Linked DNA regions of Sus scrofa: all the other regions are linked to region 1. A link is a contact called in public HiChIP or PLAC-seq data. All regions are on one chromosome and are shown on one strand. Each heading gives the region's core, a stretch centred on a gene start, on an enhancer-like site or on the middle of the called end of the contact. The rest is flanking DNA. Distances are from core to core; before and after follow the strand shown. Region 1 holds the start of GPATCH3 (GPN-loop GTPase 2). Region 2 has its middle 20 kb from the start of RPS6KA1. Region 3 has its middle 47 kb from the start of RPS6KA1.

Evidence for each region. HiChIP or PLAC-seq counts read pairs in DNA pulled down with a chosen protein or histone mark.
Region 2: an H3K27ac HiChIP or PLAC-seq map of alveolar macrophages shows a contact between it and region 1. The contact joins the enhancer-like site here to the promoter of GPATCH3 in region 1. A contact is called at or near these places in 1 of 5 promoter capture datasets (fetal liver), 6 of 47 Hi-C or Micro-C datasets (alveolar macrophages, embryonic fibroblasts, mesenteric adipose tissue and 2 more) and 2 of 2 datasets of contacts at active chromatin or transcription factors (alveolar macrophages and skeletal muscle).
Region 3: an H3K27ac HiChIP or PLAC-seq map of alveolar macrophages shows a contact between it and region 1, with 6 times the contacts expected there. The contact joins the enhancer-like site here to the promoter of GPATCH3 in region 1. A contact is called at or near these places in 3 of 5 promoter capture datasets (fetal liver, fetal skeletal muscle and liver), 11 of 47 Hi-C or Micro-C datasets (adipocytes, adipose tissue, blood and 5 more) and 1 of 2 datasets of contacts at active chromatin or transcription factors (alveolar macrophages).

Annotation. Positions count from the first base shown.
Region 1 is chr6:84,216,083-84,220,880 of Sscrofa11.1, reverse strand. It overlaps GPATCH3 (GPN-loop GTPase 2), which reads left to right and starts at 2,171. Exons shown (of 11, transcript XM_003127719.5): 1 at 2,171-2,637; 2 at 4,261-4,685. The coding sequence starts at 2,202.
Region 2 is chr6:83,882,576-83,887,373 of Sscrofa11.1, reverse strand. No RefSeq gene overlaps it. Among named protein-coding and RNA genes, the nearest start is that of RPS6KA1, 20 kb to the left of the region's middle. Within about 2 kb of position 2,448, at least 74 of the 83 cell types and tissues checked have an H3K27ac peak or open chromatin away from gene starts, as enhancers often do. A contact at or near this core is called in alveolar macrophages, embryonic fibroblasts, fetal liver and 4 more, where this site is marked.
Region 3 is chr6:83,949,936-83,954,733 of Sscrofa11.1, reverse strand. No RefSeq gene overlaps it. Among named protein-coding and RNA genes, the nearest start is that of RPS6KA1, 47 kb to the right of the region's middle. Within about 2 kb of position 2,238, at least 25 of the 83 cell types and tissues checked have an H3K27ac peak or open chromatin away from gene starts, as enhancers often do. A contact at or near this core is called in alveolar macrophages, liver and retroperitoneal adipose tissue, where this site is marked.

The DNA of each region.
Region 1 (4,798 bases), core at 922-3,421:
AGGGATCCGAGCCGCGTCTGCAACTTACACCACCCTCACAGCAACGCCAGATCCTTAGCCCACTGAGCAAGGCCAGGGATCGAACCTGCAATCTCATGGTTCCTAGTCAGATTCGTTAACCACTGTGCCACGACAGGAACTCCTTCCCTTTTAAGATTTTTAATTAAATATTCAGTAAAACAAAACATTTATAAAATACATGTAAAGTAATAAAGAATAACAATACAATGAACCCCCATCATTGTTCCATAGATCATTATCACCATCAACTTCTGAAGTCTCTCTCTCTTTTTTTTTTTCTCTTTATGGTGGCACCTGCAGCACACGGAAGTTCCCAGTCTAGGGTCTGAATTGGCGCTGCAGCTGACAGCCTATGCCTCAGCCACGCAATCTGCCAGATTTGAGCCACATCTGTGATGACCTAGGCCGAAGCTTGTGGCAAATGCCGGATCCTTAACCCCCTGAGTGAGGCCAGGGATCAAACCCACATCCTCTGGGTACTCATCAGGTTCTTAACCTACTGAGCCACAAGGGGAACTCCTGAAGTCTCTTTCTAAATCTATCACCTCCACACAAAGGTCATAATTACCCTAAATTTGGGGGTAATCATTACTTTTATGATGCTAAAGTATACTTACTTGTGTATCCTCGAAAAATGTTTTTTGATCTGTATTTTTTGAGCTTTATATAAAGTGGAATACTCTGTGTTTTCTGACTGGCTTATCTTCAGTCAACATCATATACCTGAACTGAGTAGTCCTGAATGCCAGGTTTTGCTCTCAAACCCTGCAGCTATAAATATTCATATATATGCCAAATAAAGAACAAATCTGGGAGTTCCCATTGTGGCTCAGTGGTTAGCAAATCCGACTAGGAACCATGAGGTTGTGGGTTTGATCCCTGGCCTTGCTCAGTGGGTTAAGGGTCCAGCGTTGCCGTGAGCTGTAGTGTAGGTCGCAGACACAGCTCGGATCTGGCATAGGCCAGCAGCTGCGGCTCCAATTAGACCCCTAGCCCGGGAACCTCTGTATGTTGAGGGTGCTGCCCTAAAGAGACAAAAAAAAAAAAAAAAAAAAGAACAAATCTGTACTTAACAAGGAGAGACGTTTTTTGAAATTATTATTACAAGGGAGGAAAGGAAATATTGCAATAGGGAGAGGGAAGGTATTGAAAAGGGTTTTTTTTTTGTTTCTTTGCAGTAAATTATGTTCTGGAACACAAACGGGTGGGAGGGGTTTCTTAACTTTTGCTGCTTTCTAGGATCACAAGGCTTGAGCAAGACTCAGTATTGTCAGTATATCTCCTGATATGCAAGAATTTCTTCAAAGTATGTAAATAGAAGTGGAATTGCTGGGTCAAAAGGTATGTAGTTTCACTTTTACAGGGTAATGTCAAAGTGTTTTCCAAAGTGGTGGTACCGGTTTACACTTCCAACAGCATATGGAGGCTCCAGTTGCTTTACATCATCAGGATTTAAAAAAGGATTTGAGGGAGTTCCCGCTGTCCTCGGAGTGCTGGGACGCAGGTTCGAGCCCCTGCCACCACAGTGGGTTAAGGATCCAGGTTGCCACTAATGAAGCTTAGGTTGCAACTACGGCTGTGATACGATCCCTGGCCAGGGCACTCCATATGCTGCAGAGGGACCAAAAATTATTAAAAAAAAAAGGATTTGAGGATTTAAAAATGTTTACCAATCTGGTGGCTGAGAAGTGGGTCTCGTTACATTTCCCGAAGGATTGAGACTGTGCATCTTCCATTGTTAATGGGATGTGTTTCTCTTCTGTGAAGGTGTCTTCGGCCCACTTTTCAACTGGGTAATTTTTTCCTTACTGATTGTTGGGAGTTCATCAATACAGTCTGGAAGAAAAATGTTTTAACGACTGAAAGGCTCTAAAGTGATAAAGAACTGAGATTGGGTTTGGGGGATCCCTAGCAGCTAAAAACCCTAAACACTGTCCCTCCCTCAGGCTTCTAATTTGATCATTAGAGCCTTATGAAAGAGCGTTGTAACCTCCTTTCTCGGGTGAGTTTTATCCATCATCCCCGGCTTGTCTGTGGAAAGCGTCCAGTACTTTCCCAACCTTAGTCCCACACTCACCACCCCCGCGGACTAATCACAGGTTACGCAGCATTGCGACGCCTCAGCGCAGCTCGCGATGCTCTCGCGAGAATTGGTTCCAGCCGATCATGTGACATCTAAGATGGCAGTGTCCAGCGAGGCGGAAGAAGAGGCAGCAGTTTATCTGATAGTGAGTGGTATCCCTTCGGCGTTGCGTTCAGCCCAGCTACGGAATTACTTTAGCCAGTTCCGGGAAGAACGCGGCTGTGGCTTCATTTGTTTCCACTACCGGCATCGGCCGGAGAGGGCCCCTTCCCGGGCTCCTCCGGATTCTGCCCTAACTCCTCTCGGCCAGGGTCTCGCCCAGACTTCAGTCAAAGATGCCCGTGCTCTCTCCACTCAGGACTCTGCTCCCGCCCAGCCCCACACCTGCTGCTGCGTGGTCTCCATACGGGGGGAAGCTCAAGCCCAGAGGTTTCTCCGCATGTACTCCGGCCGCCGGTGGCTGGATTCTCAGGGGACTTGGTTACCTGGTTGTTGTGTCATCCGCAGACTTCGACTACCTACTGAGACATCAGGTACGGATGGGACAGATAATAGATTGGGCTTGCAGGCACTGGGACAGAGGCTTGAGTGATGAGAATAAGTCAAGTCTCTCGTTAGGGCTCTTCAGGAGTTTAGATCATTTCTAGACAAAGCTTCAGGCTCAACTTCACGTTAGTAAAACTTGGGGGTGGGGGAGACGGAAAGAGTCTTATTCTGATGATCTTTTCCAATTTATTAAGTCCTTTCTGAGACCCTTTTGATCTTGCACTGATACAGAAGGAGGAAAAGGAAATCGGATATTGTTCTTGTAGCACTCTGTTGCTCCCCACCAGTCTTCTCTTGGCAAAATGCGCATGAAGAGACAAACGCTTTTCTCTGGATAGCTCTCACTTTCATGGGAAATCAGTTTGATAGGGAAACAGAAAACAGTGCAGAATCCTCTCATTCATTCATTCAACAAATCTAGCCAATACTACTAGACCTACTGTGACTCTAGTTGGTATGAAGAGAAGAGTTGGTAATAATTTGTGCTTAGAATCCAGAGAGAAAGATAGATTTGTAAAAATGGTAGTTGTCAAAGAGATGCCGTCCTGTTAACTATTCCCGTGCATGTACTAGGCACTGTTCTAAGCCTTGCATTTTCTTTCTTCCCTTTTTTTTTTTTTTTTTGCTTTTTAGGGCTGCACCCACGACATATGGAGGCTTCCAGGCTAGGGGTCTAATCGGAGCTACAGCTGCCGGCCACAGCCACAACAATGCCAGATCTGAGCCGCATCTGTGCCTACACCAGATCCTTAACCCACTAAGCAAAGTCACAGATTGAACCCACAACCTCATGGTTCCTAGTCGGATTCATTTCCACTGCGCCACAATGAGAACTCCTAGGCCTTGCATTTTCTAATTGACTCCTTACAACAATCCTATAAGTTGGGAGTGACTGTTATCCATTTTATAAGGAAACTGAAGGATACAGAAGTTATGTTACTTGCCCAAGGTGACAGAGTCACAATACTAATCAGGCATTTTACTCCAGAACCTGTGCTCTATCACCAACTGCTGTGAGATGATAGAGGAGGGAGAAACCGATTTCCTAGAGGGAATCAGGAAATGTGACTTTTCTTCTGGTTCTTGAAAGATAAACAGGAGTTCGTGGGGAAGAATGGTGTTCAAAGTAAATGGCATTTGCAAAGACACAGACAGAGATGTGAAAGCCCATGAAACGTCCAGGGCAGGTTAAATTGTTTGGCATGATTGAGGAGTTCCTGCTGTGATGCAACTTGACAGGACCAGCACCAGGACACAGGTTCTATCCCTGGCCTGGCGCATTGGGTTAAGGATCCTGCATTGTCACAGCTGCAGTGTAGGTTGCAACTGTGGCTTGGATCCTATCCCTGGCCTGGGAATTCCATATGCTGCCCGGAGGCAGAAAAAACTGGAACCAGATCTGAAAGAAACTTGTGAGCTCGGCCGAGGTGATGAGAAATGGCATGAAATTACTAGGTGGTTCTGGTCAGGGAACAGAGGATGGGATTCCGGAAAAGTCTGAAGGGGAGAACAGCATTAGGCTAAAGGATTTAAACCTTGACTGATTTCTGGCTCAAGTGTTGCTGGAGACCTCTAGGTTTTAAGAGCCATTCTTCCTCCTGCTTCCCAAGGTCTGGACTCCTTTCCCTTCAAGACCCGGAAAGAACTGCAGAGTCGGAAGGCTACAAGTGAAGCCTTCACACTGGCCGACCTGAGACAACTGCCAGAGTTGAACCCACCAGTGCTGATGCCCAGAGGGAATGTGGGGACTCCCCTTCAGGTCTTTTTGGAGTTGATCCGGGCCTGCCGCCTACCCCCTCGGATCATCACCCAGCTGCAGCTCCAGTTCCCCAAGACAGGTTCCTCCCGGCGCTACGGCAATGTGCCTTTCAAGTATGAGGACTCAGAGACTGTGGAGCAGGAAGAGCTTGTATACACAGCCAAGGGTGAGGAAATACCCCAGGGAACCTGCCTGGCAGATGTACTAGCCAGCCCCTGTGGAGAGGTGGAGGAAGAAAGAGAAAAGGAAGAGGAAGAAGAATCACACTCAGATGATGTGAGTACAGAGAGCCACCTTGTCCTTGCCTGCATCTTAGAGAGGCCAAGACATCGGTAGTACCATTCTTCAATTGTCTGTTACAAGAATTATAAATCTGGGGAGTTCCTGTC
Region 2 (4,798 bases), core at 1,199-3,698, 330 kb after region 1:
AGATAAGGTTGGGCCCAGGTCCTGCCTGTGCCACTTTCTACCTGTGTGACCTTGGGCAAGCCTCACTGGAGGTATTTCTCCAAACCTCAGATGGCTGTTCTGTGAAAGACCTAGCATGGTATCTGGCATATAGAAAGCATTCCATAAATTATAGCTTACTAAATAAAGGAGTTATCCGTAACTGGTAGGAATACGGTGAAGTTTATTCTGTCTTTATCCATTTTTTTTGCCCCTATCTCTCTATCTCGTCTTTTTAGGGCCACACCCATGGCATATGGTGATTCACAGGCGAGGGGTCAAATCGGAGCTGTAACTGCCTGCCTACACCACAGCCACAGCAACATGGGATCCGAGCCACATATGCGACCTACACCACAGCTCACAGGAATGCCAGATCATTAACCCACTGAGCAAGGCCAGGGATTGATGCTGCATCCTCACGGATGCTAGTCAGATTCGTTTCTGGTGAGCCACGACGGGAACTCCTATCAATATTTTATTTAAAAATTTTTTACAATAAGCACCTATTTGTAATTTAAAATAAAAACAACATAAAGATCGTTATAAACATAAGCGTAAAATTAAATGTTCATCAGTAAAATACTAAATGGATTATGTGGTACCCATGTTCTGGAATATCATGGACTCTTTAAAAATGAGGAATCCAAAAAAATGTCCACAGTATATAGCAAGTTGCAAGACAGTATGTGTAGTGTGACCCATATATATACATACACACATATATGTATATATTCTTATATATGTAAGTGTTACAAATAAATGAGAAAAACCACAGCTATCTCAATGGTGAAGGTGAATGTTTTTCAACTTTCAAATCTCTCTCTCTCTCTCTCTATATATATATATATATATACTTTTTTTTTTTTTGTCTTTTTAGGGCCACACCCGCAAATATGGAAGTTCCCAGGCTATGGGTCCACCACATCCTTGAACTCTACCACAGTCAGTGGCAACGCCAGATCCTTAACACACTGAGCAAGGCCAGGGATCGAACCCCTTCCTCATGGATAGTCACGTTCCTTAACCACTGAGCCACGACGAGAACTCCAAATCCATAATTTTGTAAGTTTTACATTTAAAAAAAATAAGACACATGAGGCGTTCCCATGTTGCTTCAGCTGATGAAGTACCCAGCGTTGTCACTGCAAAGGCTTGTGTTGCTGCTGTGGTGGAGGTTCAATCCCTGGCCAGGGAACTTCCACATGTCGTAGGTGTGACCCCCCCCCCAAAAAGAACATAAATGAGATAGATGAATTACTTTCACATAAAGAAAAACAACACTGAATGGACCCCGCGTTGCTGTGGCTGTGCTGTAGGCCGGCAGCTACAACTCCGATTTGACCCCCTAGCCTGGGAACCTCCATATGCCACAGTTGGGGCCGAGAAGAAAGGAAAGAAAGGAAAGAAAGGAAAGGAAAGGAAAGGAAAGGAAAGGAAAGGAAAGGAAGGAAGGAAGGAAGGAAGAAAGGAAGAAAGGAAGAAAGGAAGAAAGGAAGGAAGGAAGGAAGGAAGAAAGGAAGAAAGGAAGAAAGGAAGAAAGGAAGGAAGAAAGAAAGAAAGGAAGAAAGAAAGAAAGAAAGGAAGAAAGAAAGGAAGAAAGAAAGGAAGAAAGGAAGGAAGAAAGGAAGAAAGAAAGGAAGAAAGGAAGGAAGAAAGGAAGGAAGAAAGGAAGAAAGAAAGGAAAGAAAGGAAGGAAGAAAGGAAGAAAGGAAGGAAGAAAGAAAGGAAGGAAGAAAGGAAGAAAGGCAGAAAGGAAGGAAGAAAGGAAGAAAGAAAGGAAGAAAGAAAGGAAGAAAGGAAGAAAGAAAGGAAAGAAAGAAAGAAAGAAAGAAAGAAAGAAAGAAAGAAAGAAAGAAAGAAAGAAAAGAAAAACACTGAAGAGGAAAGAAAGAAAAGAAAAACACTGAAGAGGGGAAAAGCGGTGGCGAGGGTGGGGTGGGGTGGTTCCCATTTGTTTCCCGGGCCCACGGCATAACAGCATCAGAAAGCAAAGGACTCTGATTCTGTGAACCTCAGTCCTATGTTAAACCGTTTGAGCTCCTACCAACTACTCCGGTGGGCAGGAAGGGCTAACTGGGCACCCTGTCTTCAGCGGTTTGGGCTGCCCTCCTGTGCCTAGGTACTCTTTTGCAGACTACAACGGAAAGGAGGCAGTTCAAATTGCTCCTCTTTTCTATGCATGGGGACACTTCCAATACCTCTGCAAGTAGAGTAAGGTTTGCAGGAGCCAAGTAAGGGGCAGGGGGTAAAAGGCCCTCGGGCCTGGAGCTCTTTCTAGATGTTTGTGGCCTGAGGCCCCCAAACCACCTCTCTCCCCCAGTCTTGTTAAAACTGAAGATGAGGGCGGGCTCTGCAGGCACTGCAGGGCTTTGCTGAGGTTCTCCGGGTGGGGCCGCCCCGCAGCGAGTGGAGGGAGCTGCTGAGCCCCCAACCACTTGGGGGACAAGTGAGCAGTTCCTGGAAGGTGGGGGAAACGAGTGCCATGGCTATCTCTATAACAACCGGCTGGGGGCCCCCCATCAGCCGTCTCTATAAAAACCATCGCCTACAGATCTAGCCCCCAGATTGAGTCCCAAGATTTCCTGGCCAGTTCCAAGAACCCAGCCCAGAAAGTGGGCGGGGTTCCTGCCGCCTCCTCCTCCCCTCCCCCCTTGGGCCCTTCTCGCTTTTAGGCCCCAAATCCCCGCCCAACTCCAGGACCAGCCCATTCATCTCCCAACACTAGTTGGCCCCGCGCTCGCTCAAACCACCGCCGGTGCGCCCCCAAACTCCTTGTTCTGAGCCTCCCCCACCCCGCCCCATTTCCGCATAGTTCGTGCTCCCGGCACCCCGCGCGCGCCTCGGGTACCTCCTTGGCCCGCGGGAACCGAAGCCCGGAGACTCCGCCCGTCCTAGGCCCCGCCCTAAAGCCCCACCCTGGCACGTGCCCGCGCGGGACCGATAGCCTCTCAGAGCTCCCAAGGTGACCCCTTGGAAGTCAGTCCCTGGCCTTACTATCAACCCCTGGGATCTGCCTTTGAAGGATTGGGAGGGGGGGTTCGCGGCGTTCTGAGAAGTTCAGAAGCGATGCAGGCCCGGAAGCGGAAGCAGAGGGTTGGAGAAGGCCGGACGTCGGGGCAGCGAGGACCACAGAGATCGAGCCCACGCCCACCTCCTTCCCTCCCGGCGGGCACTCTTGGGAGTGGGACTAGACGCTCGGTCTGGGTCGGGAGGGCTCGGAGCCTGAATCTGAGCAAGGGCTGTCCCAGTACCCGCCAGGTGTGCTGCGCGGGACATGCGGCGGGGCGGGGTGGTCCCGGGAGCAATTGGGGGGCGGAGGACTAGTCAAGTGAGCTGTAAGTCCCCGGCCTAGGATCGGGAATCGAGGGTCCAGCCAGAGGGACTGTGGTGAAATTAGGTCCAATGGCTCTCTCTGCCTGAATGCCGTGACTAGTCCTGGCAAGAGTGTGGTGTTGGGGCTCTGCCTCCGTAGCACCTCCTAGGTAGGGCGCGGAGCTTGGCTCTAAACTGCCACCGTGTGGCCGCAAGGAGCAGCGCCTGTCTGGCACCTGGAGACTCCACAGGGCTGGGGCGTGGGACCAGGTCCTGGCAGCTATCTATCCCTCGGGGATACCGGCTTTAGAGGCTCTCTTCCTCCCAAGTTAGGTTCCAGGAATGGGATTGAGGTTGCCGTGGTGGCGTTGGAGTGGTCACCAGGCCTTCATCCAGTCGCTGTCAATCCTGCTCAGCTGTCTGGGACTCTTGTGGACACCCAGCATCCGCCAGCATCCTGCTTACTGAATACAAGTTGTGGATGAAAATGATCCCTCTCAAAGGCAGCAAGTCCTCCAACAATCAACCAGCTTTTCCTAAGCATCTACTATGTGAGAGATTAATAAAGATGAATAATTAAGTAGGGAAAGCCCTCTCATGTTCATAGTTCTCCATTCTCATGAAAATAACGTAACTTTTGGAGTTCCCTTGTGGTGCAGTGGGTTAAGTATCTGGCGTTGTCACTGCAGCAGCCTGTGTCGCTGCTGTGTTGTGGGTTCCATCCCTGGCCTGGGAACTTGCAGTTCACTAAGGGTAAAGCACTATCACTCCTATCCAGCAGATGAGGAAATTTAGTTTCAGTGGGTTAAGTAACTTTCCCAAAATCACACAGCTCTAAGGATGGAATTGATAAGACTTAGCTTTTTTTTTTTTTTTTTTTTTAGTAGACTATTTATTTATTTATTTTTTTAGGACCACACCTGTGGCATATGGAATTTCCCAGGCTAGGGGTGGAATCTAAGCTGCAGCTGCCAGCCTATTGCCACAGCAACACCAGATGCGAGCCACATCTATGACCTACGCTGCAGCTTTCAGCAATGCAGGATCCTTAACCCACTGAGTGAGGCCAGGGATCAAATCTTCATCCTCATGGGTACTGGTCGGGTTCTTAACCTGCTGAGACACAACTGGAACTCCTTGATAGACTTTTTTTAAAGAAGTTTTTTTTTGTTTGTTTGTTTTTTGTCTTTTCTAGGGCCGTACCAGTGGCATTAAAGAGCATTTTTTTTTTTAAGTTCACAGCAAAATTGAGCAAAGATGCAGCATTTCCATATGCCTCCTGGTCCAGCATACAGCTTGTCAACATCACACACCAGAGTGGTGCATTTGTTTGGATATATCATTAGCACCCAAAGTCCAAACTTTATATTTGATCTTTTTTTGGGGGGGGGGCGTGTCTTTTTGCCTTTTCTTGAACCACTCCCTCGGCATATGGAGATTCCCAGGCTAGGGGTCTAATCAGACC
Region 3 (4,798 bases), core at 989-3,488, 270 kb after region 1:
TTGTACGCTCCAAATCTCTGCGTTTTATTGTCTGTGGATTAAGTTCAACGTAGTTGATAGAAATATGTGCATGGCATTCCTTCCTGGTCTGTCGACCTGTGTTGGCGTTTAGGGAGGGAAACCCCCTCCCTGCATCAGTTCAGGACAGGGCTGCTCATAGTTAAGGATGTGCTGCCGGCAGGCCGTTCCCTGGCACCCCCAGGAGGTGTGCCCACAGCGCAAATCCAGCTCACCCCCTGTGACCGCTTCTTACAGCCTTTCTTAGGGAATGCCAGTCCTGCTGGTCTTGGCTCACCAGAGGGAACGTGGGCAAGCCACAGAGTGGGTTCTCCTTCATTGAGATAAAGCGGCCAGCTTTGCAGTCAGAAATTTGGGGTTGCACTCCCAGCAGTAGGCTTCCTTCCAATCTCAGAAGTCTGTGTCTTCGGCTAAATCACTTCTCCTCTCTGAAGTGCAATTTTCCAGAGGGGCAAGGAGCCCTGTCTTTGCACCTCCAGGGCACGGAACATATGTGTTTCCTGCTGCCCAGGGTGGGCACAGGAAGGCTGTTTTACATACTTGTTGAAGAAATCTAGGAGTTCCTGGTGCAGTACGTTATGGATCCAGTGTTGCTGCAGCTGTGGCATAGGTGGCAGTTGCACCTTGGATTTGATCCCTGGCCTGGGAACGTCCATGTACCACGGGTGCGGCCAAAAAAGAAAAAAAAGAGTCTAGTTTCCTGCTCCCCTGGACACAATGGTTCTTAATATTTTAGGGTTGTCAGCAGACCCCTCTGAGAATCTGATGAAAACCCTGGACATTCTCCTCCCAGAAAATTACATTTATACACCATTTTACATGTAATTTCCACATCCCTGGCAAGCCCATGAACCCAGGTTAAAATCCCGGGTTCTGGGTCTCCTTCAGCTCTGAAGTTTCTGTTAAGCATTCCTGCAACACAGCTACCATTTGTCTCTGCCAGAGCCTTTATTTCTTTTCTTTTCCTTTTTTTTTTTTTGTCTTTTTTGCTATTTCTAGGGCCACTCCCGCAGCATATGGAGGTTCCCAGGCTAGGGGTTGAATCAGAGCTGTAGCCACTGGCCTATGCCAGAGCCACAGCAACTCGGGATCCCAGCTGCGTCTGCAACCTACACCACAGTTCACGGCAACACTGGATCCTTAACCCACTAATCGAGGCGAGGGATCGAACCTGCAACCTCATGGTTCCTAGTCGGATTCGTTAACCACTGAGCCACAACGGGAAAGCCTCTTCTTTTTTTTTTTTTTTTTTTTTTTTGACAACACCTACGGCATGCAAAAATTCCCAGGCCAGGGATCAGAACCTGCTCCACAGCAGAGTCACAGCAGGGACAATGGCAGATTCTTAACCACCAAGGAACTCCTAGTGCCTTTACTTTTATAACCATCTGAGGATCGTTTGTAGATGAGGAAACTGTAGTTCAGTGAGGCCAAGTGACTTGACCAAGATCACACAGGTAAGAAGATTCTGTAATGGGTGAGTGACTCTAGGCCCGTCCCAGGTGCAGGCCTCAGGCCAGCTCAAGCATGCGTCATCTGCTCCTCGAGTTCTCAGTTCAGCCCACAGCCCGAGGGGTGGGTGTGGAGCGGAAGAAGGGAAGAGAAACAGAGGAAATTACTTATAAAAAGAAGTTTCAGATTGAGTCATAAACAGGAGTTCTAACTCAGAGAGAAGCTCTGGGGTAGGAGAGGAAAAGAGAGAGAAGGTCCTTATGAGACAGCTCCTTCTCTCCCCATGGGAAAAAGATGCTCAGATGAATTGACCTGTATCCCTGCTCTGAACTTGGTTCTCTCTGCCTGAAATAGGGAGGGGAAAAGAGAGAGAGGGAGGGGGAGAACGGAGAAGTTGGAGGCTGTGCTCTGGGAGGAGGGAGTGGGTAGCAGCCAACACGTGGTAAGCATGTCCTATGTGTCAGGCCTGTGCCATGAGCTTCTGAAGCAGTACTTAGTTTAGTCTTCACCAAAGAGTAGATGCTATCACTAATTCCCATTTTAAAGATGGGGAAATCAAGGCAGAAAGGTTAAATGACTTGCGCGAGGTCACCCTTGGATTCTGGGTTAGAATCCAAGCAAAGTTGGATTCTAACCCAGAAATGCTTATATTTCAAGAAAAAAAAGAACAAAAAACAAAAAAACCAGGACAGCCCTGACCCAAGAGTCTGCGCTTAACCACAGCTGTAGATGGCTTCCTAGTTGCCGTTTGCTAGTAGGTTGCCGTTTGCTTGTAACCAGTGGCTCTGTAGACACACCCTCTCTCTTAACGCTCACAACAGCCCTGTTTGGCAGGTGGGGAAACCTCAGAGCAGTGAAATGATTTCCCCAAGAACAGGTCAATGTTGGGGCAGAGGTGTGATTGCAGGTCTGTTTGACTTCAAGTCCAGCAGGGCTCTGTTCCCACCACCCCTCCTGCCTTCAAGGATAAGTAGGCCAGGAGGAGGGGGGACCCACTGCACAGTCCTGGGGACGGGGATGGCCTGAGACACCCTCCTGCTCACCTTCACGTCTTTCTTGACAGCACAGTCTTAGTGTGGACACTTTGCCTGGGTTTGCTGCTGCCTTCACGGGGGGTGGGGCTGGGGGTGGGAGTGTCATTTAGTTTCCCTCTTGCTACTGCTGAGTCATCTCTCCCTCGAGTCCTTGGAGTTAGTGGGAACCCCCCCCCTCCCCGAGAAATGGAAGCTACTCAGAAGACCTCAGTTCAAAGTGGAGGAACTTTCCGGCCGCGTGGGGAACTGCCCTGTGATGTGGTGGGGTCACCGCAGTCGCTGGTGGTTTTAAACAGAACCTGGATAATCCTCTGTGGGAGATTCCTGTTGTGGGTGGAGACTGGGTCTGGGCCTTCAGAGCCCTTTTGACTGTGAGATTTTGTGAGTCACTGTGGGATGAAATTTAGCCCATGCAGAAAGGTGGCATGGTATCAGCTTTGGGACCAAACAGACCTGGGCTGGAAACCTTGCTGGGGGCCTGGGGGCAAGTTTCCTTTCTTAGCTTCAGTTTCCTTGTTCTGAGATGGAAATGAGCAAATCGCCTTATGAGATCGCTGTGAGTATTAGGGGTGACGTTTATTGTGCTCAGTATAAAGCAAGAACTCAATAAATCATGCCTGCTGTCATAGCCACTAAATGAAAGGCCAAATCAAGGATTAAATCCATGTGTTAACCAAAGTACCAATGTTTGGATGCTTCACATTTGTGGGAAACCAGCCTTTCCTCTGAGGGTGCCTTTTCAGAAATAATCATGAAAAACACAAAACGTGAAGTGGGTAAAATGCAAGAAAAATTGAGAACTGGAGACTCAGAGGGGGTGTGTAAAATCATCTAAACAGTCTCCTATGGGGATCAGGCATCTCCTCTAAGATCTTGTCAAGTCTCATTAGTTCTCTGCACACGCAGGTCAGGCGATGGGGAACTCACTACCTTCTGAGACTCCATAGGAAACTCCCCAAATTCCCCAACTTGTTCTCTGCTGTTTGCCAGCCGGGAAATATAACTTTCTAACAACTACATCCCTTGATTGAAACCAGCCCCCAATATTATAGGACCCTTTCTGACCACATGGCTGGCTGAGGGGAAGAGGGGCAACCAGACAGGCCTAAGGAGCATGGAAGGAGATCTTGGGCATCCTGGAAGCAGAGAGCTGTTAAGAGTGAGTTTCAGAACCACCCAGACTTCGCCTTGAGTTCTGTTCTGCCACAGAGCTGTGTCCTTGGGCAAATCTTTTTTTTTAAATTATTTTATTTATTTATTTATTCAATCACATCTGTAGTTGTATAATGATCGTAACAATCTGATTTCACAGGATTTCCATCCCACAGCTTTGGGCAAATCTTTTAACTCCTAGCTTCAACTTTCTTACGTGTGAGAGAGTTCCCTGATGGCCTAGGGGGTTGAGGCTGTTGTGTTCTCACTGATGTGGCTCTGGTTGCCTCTGTATGGCATAGGTTGGATCCCTGGCCCAAGAACTTCCACATACTGCCTGAGTTGCAAAAGGGATAAAACACACACACACACACACACACACACACACACACACACACACACACACACCCCAAGAGAGAACCTGAAATAAACGTTGCAACTCTCATTAAAAAAAAAAAATTCTCAAGTGTGAAATGGAATTAATTATACCTCCTTCACATGAGGATCAAATGAAACAAAACCTGGAAAACACCTGGCATCCAGCGCCTCCACATAGTGAGACTTGGTTTAATAGACTGGAGCTGGCATTTCCCGGGAGGGGGCACCCTCAGGGTGGGGGGCTCAGGATTGTTAAGTGTTAAAGGAAAAGGTGACTCTGGAACTTGGGGACATGTGGACCAACAGTGTGTTTCCCCAAGCCGGGTTATTTCTCTTAGTGGGTTACCCAGGGAGTCAGCACTCAGAGAGGGAAGCTCCTGGCTGAGATGCTGGAGATTGGGAACGGTTTCTGGAGTCCACTGAGTTCTTGGGGGGGCCATCCTGAACTTGTGAAAGTGAGAAAAAGATGAACCACAAGCTGCTCTTTTTTCCTCCCCAAACCCTTTCATATTCACTTGCTCTTTTGCTCTTCAGGAGATGCTATGAGGTGAGCACAGGTTAGGATCCCCATTTAGCAAGTAGGAAACGGAGGCTCAGGGAGGTGAAGGATTTGAGTTTTGAGGTTTGGCTGCTGAGAAAGCAGCTGTGGATTCCCACTCGACCCATCATCATTTCCTTGAATCTTCCCTCTGGGGCCTGGCACAAGACACTAACTGCTTAGTGCCTCAGCATCAGCTTCCTTTCCTCCTCCCTAGATGCCTTTC